Regions from separate parts of the Sus scrofa genome. Here region 1 is linked to region 2. A link is a contact called in public HiChIP or PLAC-seq data. All regions are on one chromosome and are shown on one strand. The core of a region is the stretch at or near the end of the contact, and the rest is flanking DNA. Distances in the headings are between cores, read along the strand shown.

Region 1 (3,296 bases), core at 313-2,812, 310 kb after region 2:
TTGCCAGAGATTCTGTTGATGGGCTCTGCTCAGAGGTTGGCCTTAGGGTCAGTTCTCTGAGTGCGCGCCAGGCGCCTTTCGCCAGCCCTGCCCGTACATCTCAGACTCAACATTGACAGTCACCACGTTTTCACTGAGATGGATACAAATAATCAGAGGGCCGAAGTTTCTTAAAAAATTAACCATCCCTCAGAATTTTGACCAGAGTAGAAAATGTTGATAGTTACATACTGATTTTCAAAATCATATATATGGTTTGGACTCCAGGGAAGTGTGGATTTAAGGCTCTTCACTGTGGAGAAGAGAGAAGAAATGCCGCCGTCCACAGAGGAGTTTCTTTCAGAGGCTGGGTTTGTTCCTGGGGCCAGCTGTGAGATCTCCCTTTCTAGAGGACAGCCTTTCTGCTAAGACGGAGTCAGGTTCAGCCAAGGTGTGCAGCGGACCCCGGGATGTAGGAAAATGTAGAAATTGCACGTTCCCCTTGGAAAGCATACAACCCTTACTGAGCTTTTAAAAATATCCTTTCCTATAAAATTAAATGTGAATAACCTGGAAGGCAACACATCATGTCTTTGAAAACTATGAAATCTCATATTTATTCTTTTCTTTTCTAATTTGAAATATTTGGAGGTATGGGGCATATTTCATGCCGCCCAGCAAATTCACGTTCCATATTTGAAGCGAAAGGTGATAAATTGTCTTGAGAGGAAAGGAAACACCTTTGTGTTAAACACTTAAGTTCATGTCAGTTTTGGCGAGTGATGCAGCTGCTTAGGAACTAAGAGGTTTTTTTCCCCCCCTTTTTATAAGACAATGAATTTTAAAAAGGGAGCCCACTCATTCCTCAAATTACCCAGGTCTTACTCAGGCTGGTGAGGCTGGCTGACTGGAATTCTGGGGCTCATGTGACCCCTATGCTGACTTTGGTTTCGGCTCAGAGTCGCCCGCGGTGTTCATCTTTCTTATTGTTATCATTTTAATAGCCAGCCTTTGTCTTTGTCCTGTACTTTTTACTTTCCTAAGGAAAAGCAAAAACAAAAAGTGAGCAATAGCCAGGCCAGACGTATGAATAGGGGAGTAGGCAGCCTGGTTGGGGAGGGTCGCTGGGGTAGGTCGCAGAAGAACAGAGGAAACACTGGTGCCCAGGAGGCTCCAGCCATTAGGAATTCAATGCCATGGTCTAAGGCTGGGAGGGGGAACGGAGTCGGGGGTGGCGGTGGGGGTGAGGAGAGGTGAGAGGAAGGGTGGCGCGGGGTGTAGGAGGGGAGCCCTGAGAACCTGGCCTTGGCCCCAGGGAAGGAGGAGGCAGCAGGGCCAACGCCTGCGATGGAAATGAAAGCGTGCTATTTTTACTTCCAACCACTCTATTAAAGGACGGAGAAGACTCACAGCACCAAACTGGAGACGCCTTTTTGGGTGGGGTGGGGCTTTCCTTGGAATCCTCCCCGGCCACTCGGATGGGGCTCGGTTCCGGGTCCAGGGATGGAGCTGGGAGAACCCAGGACGTGGAGGAGGAGGAAAGTGGAGAGAGAAGAGGAGGGTGCCCTCCTGCAGGGGCCACGTGGAGGCCCAACCTCAGCTCCGCGCGCAGACGGAGCTGCCAGGCTGCCGGAGGCTCCGCCCTGGCTCGTTGAAGGCGCTCTGGGTTCGCTTCCGAACACAGCCCTGGACGTTTTCCCTGTGCAGTGGGGTCGACTCTAAATTCAACAAAACGCTGAAACAAAGAAGTGAGGGTTTTTGGCTTTGGAGACAAAATGGAGCGAGGACCGTGTGCTGCTGGGGTCGCAGCGAAAACACAGGGGTCTTTCCAGGAGCCTTCACGACTTCCGACTGCACTTTAAAATCTATTTTGATGCCAGAATGTTTGTTTCTTTGGTTAGAAATCACTTCATGGAAACTGTATTTGTATGTTATTTCTTTTGGTCTGTAGAAGTAAGAGGATTTACCTTTCAACACACGGTTTCTGCTGTTATATACTGCCCTCTGCTGGCCACGTCGAGGGCGTGTGACCAGCCTCTCGAGTCAATGTTGAAGAATAATGAGGTTGGATTAATTCAAACACATAAAACTGACTTTTTTTCCTACTCCTTCTGGACAAAAACAACAACAAAATACTAGGTTGTTGCTACATTGAAAATAATACAGAGGTTGAAAGATGTTCTTTCTTAATCTTTGCACATCCTCCTACAATCATAATGGTAATTTTGAGGCGAAAGCAGAATTTGGCTCTCATATCATCTTTCTGCTTTAATGTGCCTTAAAGTATTCTTATGAGACTTATAAATTATAAATTCTTGCTAATCTTTATTTATTAAGGGCTAAATCATCTAAACTTTCCAAAAACATTAGAGCCTGTCAGCAATCCTCTCTCTGCACGTAAAGAAACCATCTTGGTACAAAATCCAAAGAATAAGACGAATAATGCAGAGAAATATCTTTGAAACCCAAACCAGATTTTGTAAGACACAGCTGAGCTGTGGCTCCTAAGTATTAGGTTATGTGGAATTGTTCACTAGCAACAGTCACCAGATCATTTCACATTTTGTGTAACTTACAAGTTCATAAACCATGGTGTCGATTCATGCTTAATTGTCAAAGGAACTGAGATGGAGTGAGAGTTGGTAGCAAAGCCTGGGTTAGAATTAATTGTCTCAAAATCCTCAGCCCGTTGCTTTGTCTCCTGAACAAAGCTCTGTCTTTCATAGTAATTAGGAGAAAGAATTTGGTGTGTCAGACACTTTCTCGCAAAACTAAGGTTCAGCGGTGAATTCTAATTAAAGTCATTTTATTAGTAAAAGAAAGTCAAACAAACTTTAAAAACATCTTTAAGAAGAGAAGCCCCTGTGGCTTGGAAATGGGACTGATCACTGTTGATGGAGTCGAAGTCTGTTTCAGAGTTAGCTGCGTGTGGTTGTTTATAATTATTTGGGGGTCGGAGGAGTCCTCTGTGGCTCTCCTGGGTTCTCGAAATTAAATAGCAGAGTTGCACCCGGCTCCATTCCGTTCTGGTTGAGTAAACTTCTTCAGGGTACCAGGGCTTCACGGCACTTCCTGGATGAACAGTTGGCTGCCGAGAGCAGGTTTATTTAAAGCAAGAAACTCGTTTCAATAAGTCTTTGGTCACGCCGGCTCGGGGGCTGTTAATGCCCCGTGAGCAAGGGCCCTACATGCTGTGGATATTCCTCCAAGAGCCTCTGGTTTCCTGACGATGGAGGGCTGAACAAAACCTTTTTTTTTTTTTTTTGGTACATCTGAGAGTTTATGTTCATTTTATTATACACAGTCTTAATTTGAGT
Region 2 (3,459 bases), core at 472-2,971:
GGCTCTCCCGGCCCCGCGCCCCGCCCGCAGCGCGCAGGTCCGCGCCCCGCGCTTTCCCGCACCGCCCGGTGCCTCGCGCTTCCGAGGCTGGGGGGGGGGGTGTCAAGGTGTCACTGCTACTACCACTTTCCGGGCAAATGCAGCATCTTACAGCAAGGGAAAAAAGTAGTCCCTATAAGGCCGGGCTGCAGGGAAGGAGGTCGCCTTAAGTAACTTTTACAAGGAGCAGGGCTGGGAAGCATCTGCTTCATGGTGCCATGCAGCATCTTTTAAGAATTTCTCTGTAATCCGATTTAGCCGGGACGTTTTTCACCCTCTGATAGGGAATTCTTGGCTAACATGTTGGTGAATGTGAAATGCACCACTTTTAAAAGAGTGCATATAATTCTTTAATTAAGATGCGATCTCTAAATCCCCGTCCTTTTATTCCTAAATCCATGACGAACTCGCTCAACTTCAATTAGGTCACTGATTTTGCTTCTGATCTCAAATGCTTACTCCCCAACAGCCAATGTCTTCATGCTTGGTGTCCCAAGTTTCCCAAGGTGAAAATTCCATGATTCTATAAAATGTTTTTGGTTATGATTCGAAATGTGTCTGGAGAATGAGATGATACGCAATACTGAATGCACAGACGACTAATTATATATTTAGGGAGGGATCACCTTTTCTAAATTCTAGATGTACGCTGGTAGCTAGTACTGAAACTTAATCTGCACAAGGCCTGGCTTTCTCCCGGCTGCACTGTTTCATAAAAGCAAGTCGAATTCAAGGATCCTATTCCCCATTCCCGCCCAGGCTCCTCGAGTGCGAAGGCTTCAGGGGCTGTGTTGGCTGGGCCGGGCCTTAATTAGGCTTTTGCAGAAAACGTCCTCAAAATCAAGTCAGCTATCGCGACGGCACAGAGTTCGGGGCCGCTGGTTTAGAAAAGAAGGTAGAGGCCGACGTGCAGAGGGTTCCCCGGGAGCACTCTAAGGCCGGCCTCCAGGGCGGGGAGGAAAAGGGCTCGCCGCCCGAGTTCTCCCAAGCAGGCGAGCTCCCTGCGCACCCTCGGGCAGGCGGCGCGGCGCCGAGGCGCACGAGCTCCGGGCGGCCCAGAGACACCAGGCTCCCTTCTCCCGAGTGCTCTCCACGCCCGAGCACCGCCGACCCCGCCCGCCCGCGGGGCCTGGACCGCGCTCCGCTGCTCCTTGGGAGCACAGCATCCCCGCCTCTCCGAAGCCTGCAAGCCCTCGCGCGCAGGCCAGCATGGTTGGTGGCCCTGTTCCCCGGCCTCGAAAAGAAGCGAGGGTCAGGTATCGCCATCGGACACCTTCCCGGACATGACACTCGAGCCATCAGGGTTTTTTTAGCGCCAGGGAGCTGATGGGGGAAGGAGTGACTAGGAGGGCGCCCCTTAGGGCCGGCGCTCTGGCTGGAAGGCCGAGCGGAGTCACCATCAAGTGAAACGTGCTGGGGTGGGGGACAAGCGGACGCGAGTAATCGAGGTTCCAGAAACAGGCTCCGAGGCTCCACGGCCCGACCCTTCCTCCCGCCAGGACAGCACGGGGCGCGGCGGACCCCGGGGCGGCGATCGAGGGGGATTGCGGACGCTACTTACTTAGAGTTCGAGGAATTCCAATAGATGGGCTCTAAAACTATCGATCTGGAAATCGCAGTTCTGCATAAAACCATCAAAACTCCCCAGCAGTACTTCCACACGGAGTCCCTCCTCGCGGCCATGGCGAAGCCGCTCCCAGCTCCGCGCACTCCTGGCGTCGGAGGAACGGGGTGCGGGCCGAAAGCCCCAATCTTCCGGGCAGACAAGGAGGGACCGCAGGCAGCTCCGGGGCGCGCCGAGCAGCTCCAGCGGTTGCCGAGGCCAGGGACGTTCCCTTCGGGGCCCTCAGAACGCGGGGCGGGAGCGCACGCGCGGGGCGCGGCGGCGCGGCGGGCTCGGGGCTCCGGGGCGCCGCGCCGGACGCAGCTCGGACAGCCGTACCCCGTGCGGCTCCAGGGTGCCGGGCGCGGGGCGGCGGAGAGGGCGCGCGGCCGGGACACAAAGGCGGAGAGACGGACTCGGCGCGGGCGGCGGGCGCTGCGCCCTGAGCGGGGCCGCCTGGCACTATAGATCCAGGGGGGCGGGCAGTGGCCCGAGCGCGCGGGCGCCGCTTCGGCGCGGTTCCATGTCCCGGAGCGCGGACCGCGAGCTGCGAAGGGCGCCTCCAGGCGCCCGGGAGCCTCCAAAGTCCTCGCCGCTCCCAGCCCGCGGATCAGGCAGGAGGGGCTCGTTCCTCGCCGCGGGCGCCAGACGCGCGCGGGCCTTTGTGTGCGGGGTGGGCGCCGGGACCAGCTTCGCGCGCGGCTCCTCGCTCCGGCCGGCGCCGCCGTCCCCGCCGAGGAGAGTCAGCTCTGCCTGCGCGCTGTCAGAGCACTATAAACGCCGGGCCCCGCCCCACATCGCGCAGCCCATTGGTCCGTTGCTCCGCAGACGCGAGCGGATTGGGCGGCTGGCCGGTCCATCAGCCGCCCCCTCCCGACATTGGGAGCCGCGAGGCGGGGCGCCAGCTGACAGGTGAGCCCCGCCCCCGGCCAGGGCGGCGGCAAGAGCTGAGCGCTGGGAAGCCCTCGAGGGAGAGGAGGTTGCGCGTGCACCCGGCGCTCCCGGGGCTGCGGGATGGGGACGCTGGCAGGGGCGGGCGAATGGGGACAGGGACAGCACGGGCCACCTGTCCCCACGCCCAGCACGCGCTCTCATTGCCCGGGAAGTGTCCTAACTTCAGCCGAGGGACGACGTCGATGGCGAAACTTTCCCTCCGGAGTGGTTGGCAGTGGGTTTCCCGTGGGCCTTCCTCCTTAAATGATGTGCGCCTTCTGCGTGGACTGGCTCACGTCCTGTTCGCGCATCCCTTCGCGGCCCCCACCAGGCCTCTCAGTCATGCGTTTCACACCTGACTTCGGTACCAAACGTCAGCTGGCGCCGGGAGAAGCAAAACGACTCCCGGGGCGCGGACGTCCTGGCCCCGAGCCCTCCGCGCCTCGCTTCCCGCGAAGGGAGCACCTCTCCTTCCCCCAAGTGTCGCCTGCACACCCGCGCCCGCCGCGGGACCTTCTCCTTAATTAGCCTCTGCGACACACTCACGCCTCCCAAGGTGACCGGGGGATTTAGGGGTGACGGTGACAAATAGCGCCAAAACACAGAGGCGGCAGGAATTCTTCAGTTGGATTGTCGGCGAGGCGCTTGCCCAAAGAGTGGCTGGGACCGGCGCCTCCGCGCCGCCGCTTCCACGGACCCACAGCGCCCACTAGCGGCCGACGCGCTCGGCGGGAGCGAGCACCACGGTCTCGCCACCCGGAACCAGAACCCGCGACCCAACCACGCGGAAAGTCCAAAGGAGGATCTGCTGAAATGACAACAGCAGGGAGAGCTCGGAAGAAATAAGGCACAATACAAACGTAACAGTTCACAGTTGTTACATT

The links. HiChIP or PLAC-seq counts read pairs in DNA pulled down with a chosen protein or histone mark.
Region 1: a contact with region 2 is called in an H3K27ac HiChIP or PLAC-seq map of skeletal muscle, with 11 times the contacts expected there. The contact joins the enhancer-like site here to the promoter of EFNB2 in region 2. A contact is called at or near these places in 1 of 5 promoter capture datasets (liver), 8 of 47 Hi-C or Micro-C datasets (embryonic fibroblasts, epiblast stem cells, fetal heart ventricle and 5 more) and 1 of 2 datasets of contacts at active chromatin or transcription factors (skeletal muscle).

What each region holds. Positions count from the first base shown.
Region 1 is chr11:74,544,834-74,548,129 of Sscrofa11.1, forward strand. No RefSeq gene overlaps it. Among named protein-coding and RNA genes, the nearest start is that of ARGLU1, 280 kb to the left of the region's middle. Within about 2 kb of position 1,563, at least 33 of the 83 cell types and tissues checked have an H3K27ac peak or open chromatin away from gene starts, as enhancers often do. A contact at or near this core is called in epiblast stem cells, omental adipose tissue, retroperitoneal adipose tissue and 2 more, where this site is marked.
Region 2 is chr11:74,231,047-74,234,505 of Sscrofa11.1, forward strand. It overlaps EFNB2 (ephrin B2), which reads right to left and starts at 1,722. Exons shown (of 5, transcript NM_001114286.1): 1 at 1,601-1,722. The coding sequence starts at 1,722.